Linked DNA regions of Mus musculus: region 2 is linked to region 1. Evidence: chromatin contacts called from public Hi-C data. All regions are on one chromosome and are shown on one strand. The core of a region is the stretch at or near the end of the contact, and the rest is flanking DNA. Distances in the headings are between cores, read along the strand shown.

Region 1 (3,691 bases), core at 445-2,944:
CGTTCTTTGAGAGATGCATCTTTAAGCTAGGGTGAGGCTCCCATGCCCTTGGTCTCTTTCCTCTGATCCTAAAGCCCATTGAGACTCTCCAGTAATTTTGGATGTGGGCAAGGAATAGTGGGCTCAAAAACAAAAACAAAAAACAAATAAAAAAAAAAACAGAGAAAGAGCAAGGGGTGGGGTAGAACAAGAAGGGCTAGAGCATCACTATCCCCTCAATGGGAAACAGGGAGACCCTGTGGCCCTTCTTTGTCAGAGATCACAGCCCCTCAAAATGCTAAGTCCTGTTTTAGGAATTATCCACCGGAGTTGGTGAACCTAGAGACAGTGAGCTTTTGGGAAGCAGGACCTGAGTCACTGGCCCCAGAGATCTCAATGAAAAGCATGGAGGAGACACAGCCATTTGATCCGTAAGAGGATTCTAGCTGTTAGAAGAAGACTGACTTTTCCTTAGAAAACAAGTTTTCCATGGTGGGGTCCAAATGTGGAAATCCCTCTGGTTTACAGTGGTACACAACAAAGAGAGCATTCAGAGTCCCGGAGAGGGCAGAAGAGGAAAGAGAAAGACTAACACCTGAGTCTCTTTGGGGATCTATGTTCCTGGGCAGGCTGTATTTGTGGCAGGCTATAGTTAGACACACCTCTGTCTTCCAGACCTGGAGAGAAGCTCTCATCTTTCAGACCCCTGGTTGGGAATTAGGTTTGCAACTGAAGGCTATGAACCGCCTACCCCCCAATCCGCTCCTCATTTTGACTCAAGCTCCTTCTTAAGAGACCACCAAAAGAAATCAATTTAAGACCAACAGGATGAAGTTGGGTATAAAAAGCACCGAGCTCCCGGAATTCTGGATAACCCTGGGGAGACCATAGAGAGTGCAGGGGCAGACGTTAAAAACCCAGAAAACATTTCAGGGCAAGGTAGCCCACAGCAGCCACCTTCCCTATCCTTTTCTCTAAATGTATCCAGGTAAAAAACGACCTGCGGGGGGGGGGGGCGCGGAGTGTGCCCCCAACACACCCCAAACAAATTCCATAAAGTTTCTTTCCTTGGGACTAAGGGAGATCTCTCTGAAGACACCCCCCCACCAACCTTTATCCCAGCAGTCCACATCCCTCTTTCTTGTCCCCTAATTTCCAAAGACATTGAAGGAACATGGACCCCACAAGACCCCCTTTCTCCACAGAGTCCAGTGCTCTTGCACATAAACACCAGACACCGCCCATCACTGAAGCCTTACAGAACTAAGCCCTCACTTCAGGCACCCCACTTCTCAGAACTAGATATATATATTTAATGTTAAATTTCCCCTGTATCATTCTACAGCCCTATTGGAAACAAAATTCTCTTCTCCCGTCCCAAGCCCCAAAACTGCAAGGAGAGAAATCGAAAGCTGAAAGCGACTTACTGTGGAGTTCTGGGCCTGGCTGTAGGCACTGCCTTCTTGGGCTGCTCTAAGCTAGAAGAGCGCTCACCTACCTCTGCCCCCTTCCCCACCACAGTGAGCAGTTAAAGTGTCACTTAACATTCTGGAGAATGTGAAATATACCGCGCGGTGTCAACTCCCCAAAACCATAAAACTAACTTTATGGACCTCACGTGACTTTCTCGAGCCAGTGAGGGGTATCTGTCTGACTTCTCGGCGATTTTTACGATCTAACTTCGAGATAAAACCCCTATCCATTTGACATCTAAATGTCATAGCGACTTTTGGGGTAGTTTGCTTTCGGCAAAGGGGGACAAAGTCATGGGGTGAGAGGGAAGGAGGACCCAAAACAGCCTCCAAGACCCTCACCATCTCTTCACCGGCTCCCCCTCCCCCCCCACAGGTCCTGTAAGAAGTTGGGCCCAGCTGGAAGGGATTGACCGGTAAGTGTCCAGACTTGACTCTTATGCTCAGGGTGGAAGCTCAACTGGATGGAGGAAAACTGGGCCCTGGTTTTGGACCAGGCTGGAGGGGGAGCCAGGGGTCTTTCAGAAGAAACCCTAACCAAGAGGGGAAGGTCAGTCGGGACCCCTGGATAGGAGAACCCCTTGAAAAGTATAGAGAAGGCCAAGTGTGACCAAAAAAAAAAAAAACCTTTGAAGCTAAGCAGATTTCCTCCCCCTTAGTGGGTGGCAGAGCTGAACATTTGAGCTTTTGGAACAGGAGACAGGGCATCTGGGCAGGCCTTTACCAGACTCAAAGGACCAGAGGCCTTCTTGCTCAGAATTTAGGCCCAAATTACTCTTCCTGGAGCATTTTCCAAAGGCTTTCCATACCCGCTGAGTATCAGGATGGGGTCCAGCTGAAGGCCACGTGAAGTTCCTGGGCCTCTCAGTCCCCTCATCAAGCCTCAGTGGGCCAAGCCTGGGAGTGAGGTGGCTTTGAGGGATTTCTGGTGGGCTTCCCTATGCCCTAGATTTATTGAAGATGGTCTTAGACCAGGTTGTGCTGGATGGTGAAAGAGTCAGACCCTCTGAGAAAAGACAAGTAGAGGGCACTGGAGTGGGGGAAACATTTATTCAACTTCAAGGAAAGCTACAGACATACCAAAAGCTAATCACTGAGACAGGCCTGGCAAAGACAGATTTCACACGTAGCACAGCATCCACCCGCTCACTACAAATGGTCTTGGAAGCGAAATGGGTGAGAGAGGAAGTGATTGGCCTGACCCAGACTATCCCCATATTTACAGCATTGGGCCTTCTAGCCAGACCCACGGATTCACAGAGAAAAATCACAAGACATTTTACACTGAGGATTATTTCTGATTCCATACGCTTCCAGACTAGGCCTTGTGGGGCCTACCAGGCAGCAGGAGTTCAGCTCTTGCTCCTTTCCTCTCCTCTTCTCAATGTCCACACTTTGACCCTTCCCTAGCTCCCTTCCCACCCCAAGGAACAAGCTACCTGAGCCTAGGGAGTGGGGGCTGGGTGGGGCTGAAGAAGGATGAGGTGGGAGAAAAGAGACACAGACAGTGGGCTCCATTTCCCAGGCCAGCTCAGCTGGGCCCAGCACTACCCAACCTCAACTGCTGCCCCTTATGGAAGTTTCCAGCAGAAACTCAAAATACAGCCATCATCCTTTTATAAATAAGTTAGAACACAGACGGGGAGGGGAAGTCACATTAAACATGCGAATTTCTTTTTCTTTTCTTTTTCCTGGGGAAAGGAGCGCAACCACAGACACGAGGACATTCAGAAACACTGGCAACTTGGGGGGGGGCGAGCCAAGAGAAGTGGGGAGCACGGAGGGGGAAATAATAATAATAATTATTATTAACAATAATAACAAGATAACCAGTCCAGGAGAGAGGGAGCCATGGGAAGACCTAAGACCAAACGAAAAATTGTAACACAGGACTGGGGTGTGACAGGCTCGTGGGAACTGGTCCCCAGCGGGCAGCGGCAGTGCAGGGAAGATTGGAAGGGTCGAGCTGGGGTTGGTGCGGGCTCTCGGGCCGCCCAGGGCTCCTCCGGATGGGCTCAAGGTTGGAAGGCGCTGCCGGCTGTAGCCAGACTCATACTTTTCAGTTTGTTGTCTTTCTTCCACTTCATGCGACGGTTCTGGAACCAGATTTTGATCTGACGCTCGGACAGGCAAAGCGCGTGGGCGATCTCGATACGTCGCCGCCGGGTCAGGTAGCGATTGAAGTGGAATTCCTTTTCCAGCTCCAGGGTCTGGTAGCGAGTATAGGCGGTCCGGGCCCT
Region 2 (3,691 bases), core at 554-3,053, 270 kb before region 1:
GTTAAATTTTAAGAATGGGAGTTCCTTGCTTCTAATGTAAATAAACATTTTGAATACCCTGTTAGGCACTGCCTTGACAATTCTCCAGTAAATTTTCAAAAGGTATAAATGATATCCTTAACTTAAACTGGCCTCTCATAATTCAACCACTAGCTAAGGTTTCTGTAGACACAAAATCTTGCATTAACATAAATCTTTGTTTGTATAAGGAACGATCTAGATAACAGAGATATAAATACCTATGTGTCGGTATGTATATATACATGTATGTTCACATATATGGTATTTTAGAGGCTCCCATCTATTTTGAAATACATATACAGAGACCATGCAAGGTAATTGAATCAATGTTCAATAGTCACGGAGCGCAGTATGACAGTTTTTAATGCTTGCTACGCTGCTATGCAACTCCTTACTCGTTATTATCCCTGTCAGCTACTCTGAGTGCCCGGCAGACAAATGCTAGCCCAAGTCTTGATCATTCATTTCTCATTGGAATTATCTCAAGCCTAACTCTCGAGAACTGCTTCTCCATGCTGTCCTGAGGAGATCAGAGTAAGTAGAGAGGAACCCTTATGGGAGAGACAATTCGGCACCTTGCTTTTGAAGGGCTCTCATCTTGGTTTTGCCTCTACTTGTGCAAACACAACTTCAGAAGACTCCCTTTCTATTATGGCAAGGCTCCTGTGTGGCTAGAAGCAGTGTGTTTGGTTGCCAGAAGCAGTTTTTGCGGAATGTCTCAACTTTCTCTTTATATTCTTAGCAACTCTCCCCCCCTCCCCAACTGACTTTAATGCCAATCCCAGACATCAGTTAACAGAACCCGGCCATGAACAGCTGTACCGAAGCAAGCAGCAATTCGTTATTTGGTTCACTTTGGGGGTATTTGTCCTATGGGTTTTCTAGCCAAAGGCTTATATGTTTCCCAAGAGAAATTTACTTTCATGAGAGAAGAAAATAGAAGCAAATCACTGCTGTTAGACCCCCAAGTCAAAGACACTGGTTTGTTATCCTGTACATGGGAAGTTTAAAAAGCCCACAGTTATAAAAGCAATCATGGTCCCAATCCGTCTCTCATTCTTTCCCAATGTGAAAAATTACAAATGGAACCAAATTTTTCTCTGTCAATAGAATGTGTATGATTACAGCTGTTCATATTTCCACTCTAATGAAGGGCTGCACATTTAATTGTAAGATTTATTAGGGGCTGTACATTGCTGTGTACATGCAAAAACAGTTAATTGACATCTAAAATGCTGGTTGTTTATTCTGACATTAATGATCATATTTCTTCATTTGAAATGAAGAGCATTTTGGGGGGATGTATTTTGTTTCCTCCAAATAAGAAATTAATAAAGTCAATGTAAGAAATAAAAGGAGCCAGAAGGAAAGGAATATTGATTTATGCATGTGAAGACAGGGGAGATACAAGGATGCTTTATTTATTTATTTATCTTTAAAGTCCATAATCCCCCATTCTGCTGGAAACAAGAGGGTTGATTGCCAGCTTTGTTTGAATTCACAGAGATCTCATACAAGGCCGGGTTCATAAACAGGTGAAATGATGGAGTTTATTGCAACGCACATCAACACTGAAACTAAATAACTGTGTTGCCATCTCAGTCCCGCTGAAAGACGGATGGTAAACTTGACCTGCCGCTGGTACTATCCGATTGCCATTTTTTATTCCCCCTTCGCTGCCCCCCCCCCCAGGCTGAGCCACGTTGAGTAAATGCATGTGCACGGTCAGGTCAGACCCCTGGATCGGGTGAAACTCCGTTCACATTTGCATACAGGCGGAGTCTCACAATGAAAGCCCATCTGTTCCCGTCTCGGAGTACAAATCGATTGTCACCCAACTCGCTGCAAACGACAGCAGCGTGGCCATTAGGTGGAGGAACACTCGGCTCAGGTTACGGATATGGAACTGCTGACTTGGGTTTAAATACCTGATAACTGAAGACTCTTCATTATACGTGAACAAAGAGTGAACTTTGAACTGTTCAGGGGATAACTTCTCCTAAGATTGGGCTCCCCCCCCCGTTTTATCCATTCCTAATACTTGACTGTTATATTTCCCACTGTCTCTGTTTTTGTATAAAAATTAGCCAGGCCGACTGTCATGATGTCCTAAATAATCGCCCCCCTCCCCTTTAAAGCGAGGCGTAGGAGGTGGAGCAGCCTCAGAGTATGTTGTAAATAGAGGGTGAACTCTGAACTCTAGATGCCCTCAGAGGTCGTTAATATCATGGTGATGTTGTTCCTTGAACTTCTGAATTTTACCAGGGTGGAATTTTTAGTTGTAAGAGTTTAACCAAAGTGTGAACTGCCTCAGCCCTTCAGCCTCCCTGCCAACCCATTCAGTTACTGGAGGCACCTGTCTCTGAGTTCTCCTCCGCTCACGGGCCTCATGTTTATTCCAGAGAAGTTTACCAATCACAATCTGAATCAGAGAGGATGTTTTTCCCCCCACCTCTCCCTTGTCTTCTTTCTCCTTTCTCTTTAAAATTCAGCAAGTACCTTAGAGTTTACAGACAGAAAACACAGAGTCTGACAAAAAGACAGAGCTGTTCGAGAAGAAACCCCAGGATAATAAGCCCATCCAGGCAGCAGACGTGATAAACACAAGAAAATTCATGAGCAGAACTATGGGTGGGTTTTCATCACATGCCTGCTTGTCCTGCTTTCTAGCAGGAGTTTCTTTCTTTCAAAGGGAGACACAAGCAAGTGGGGTTTGATCGTGGGTGTTTATATCTGAAAGAGCTCTGCATTGTGCTTCATGAATCACGTGTAACATTAAAGCAGTATTTGGATCATTATCCCACTTTGGCCAGGTCCTTGTGGGTGGTGTTGCCTGTCCACACATACAAGCCCCAGTATGGAGTGGAAAAACATCTTTTGTAACTAGTTACGCTACTTGGTCTTCAACCAGGAATAACGTCATTGCACGGGGGGCGATTTAATAAGTGGTGGAGTGGAAATGGTTGAGCAAGAACTTTCCTGGTTCACTTTAAAGCAGCTATGCACTTTGTCTTATACACACTTCTCTCATAAGATACTTCCTACACTGTTTTACAGAGTATAATGTATTGAGGTGACACTTAGGGGAACTCCAGACTGTTTAAAGCCAGGCTTCCTTTACCACTGCATGTCTTCTGTGCCATTGTTCTTATTGTTGTCCCTTTAAAAATTATACCAGGGTAAAGAAGAGGGGCAGATTTTTCTCCTTTCTTTCTTTCTTTCTTTCTTTCTTTCTTTCTTTCTTTCTTTCTTTCTTTCTTTCTTTCTTTTTCTTTTTCTTTTTCTTTTTTTCTTTTTTTTTATCCCATGCAAGAGTTTACCGTCAACCTTAATGGAAGTTCTACAAGCATCAAAAGGGAGAATAGAGCCTTTGTATCAGAAGAATGTCCAAGACAAGGGTGAATTTTGGTTCCACTTTGTCAAGTTTAAGGGGAAATTGAATGAGAGAGAGAGAGAGAGAGAGAGAGAGAGAGAGAGAGAGAGAGAGAGAGAGAGAGAAAGAGAGAGAGAAAACGAACAAACTCAGGCAACTTTCCTAGCTATTTCCTGTTGCCTTTAGCTTGCATTTGATCGTTTCTTGTAAACAGGTCAGGGCTTTGCAAGAGGGATGTGTGGCCATGTCCTGGAGACGGGCTGTGTATTTGCATCCCATATTGCAGGACGTATTATG

Evidence for each region. Hi-C and Micro-C count contacts between places; a contact is called where the count stands out from the background.
Region 2: a contact with region 1 is called in a Hi-C map of stem cell-derived motor neurons, with 2.2 times the contacts expected there. The contact joins the enhancer-like site here to the promoter of Hoxb5os in region 1. A contact is called at or near these places in 12 of 39 promoter capture datasets (the C10 cell line, the HPC-7 cell line, cranial neural crest and 8 more), 5 of 15 datasets of contacts at CTCF or cohesin (the NIH/3T3 cell line, embryonic stem cells, large pre-B cells and 2 more), 19 of 484 Hi-C or Micro-C datasets (CD4 T cells, CD8 T cells, LSK cells and 8 more), 25 of 115 datasets of contacts at active chromatin or transcription factors (CD8 T cells, Th17 cells, bone marrow-derived macrophages and 17 more) and 3 of 9 other capture datasets (adipose tissue, liver and pancreatic islet).

Annotation. Positions count from the first base shown.
Region 1 is chr11:96,304,913-96,308,603 of GRCm38.p6, reverse strand. It overlaps Hoxb5os (homeobox B5 and homeobox B6, opposite strand), which reads left to right and starts at 1,694. Exons shown (of 3, transcript NR_131758.1): 1 at 1,694-1,867. It overlaps Hoxb5 (homeobox B5), which reads right to left. Exons shown (of 2, transcript NM_008268.2): 2 at 2,483-3,691. The coding sequence ends at 3,467. It also overlaps a transcript of Hoxb3 not described here.
Region 2 is chr11:96,577,218-96,580,908 of GRCm38.p6, reverse strand. The region is part of intron 4 of Skap1 (src family associated phosphoprotein 1); the gene reads right to left. Among named protein-coding and RNA genes, the nearest start is that of Gm38960, 39 kb to the right of the region's middle. Within about 2 kb of position 1,803, at least 19 of the 459 cell types and tissues checked have an H3K27ac peak or open chromatin away from gene starts, as enhancers often do. A contact at or near this core is called in pancreatic islet and stem cell-derived motor neurons, where this site is marked.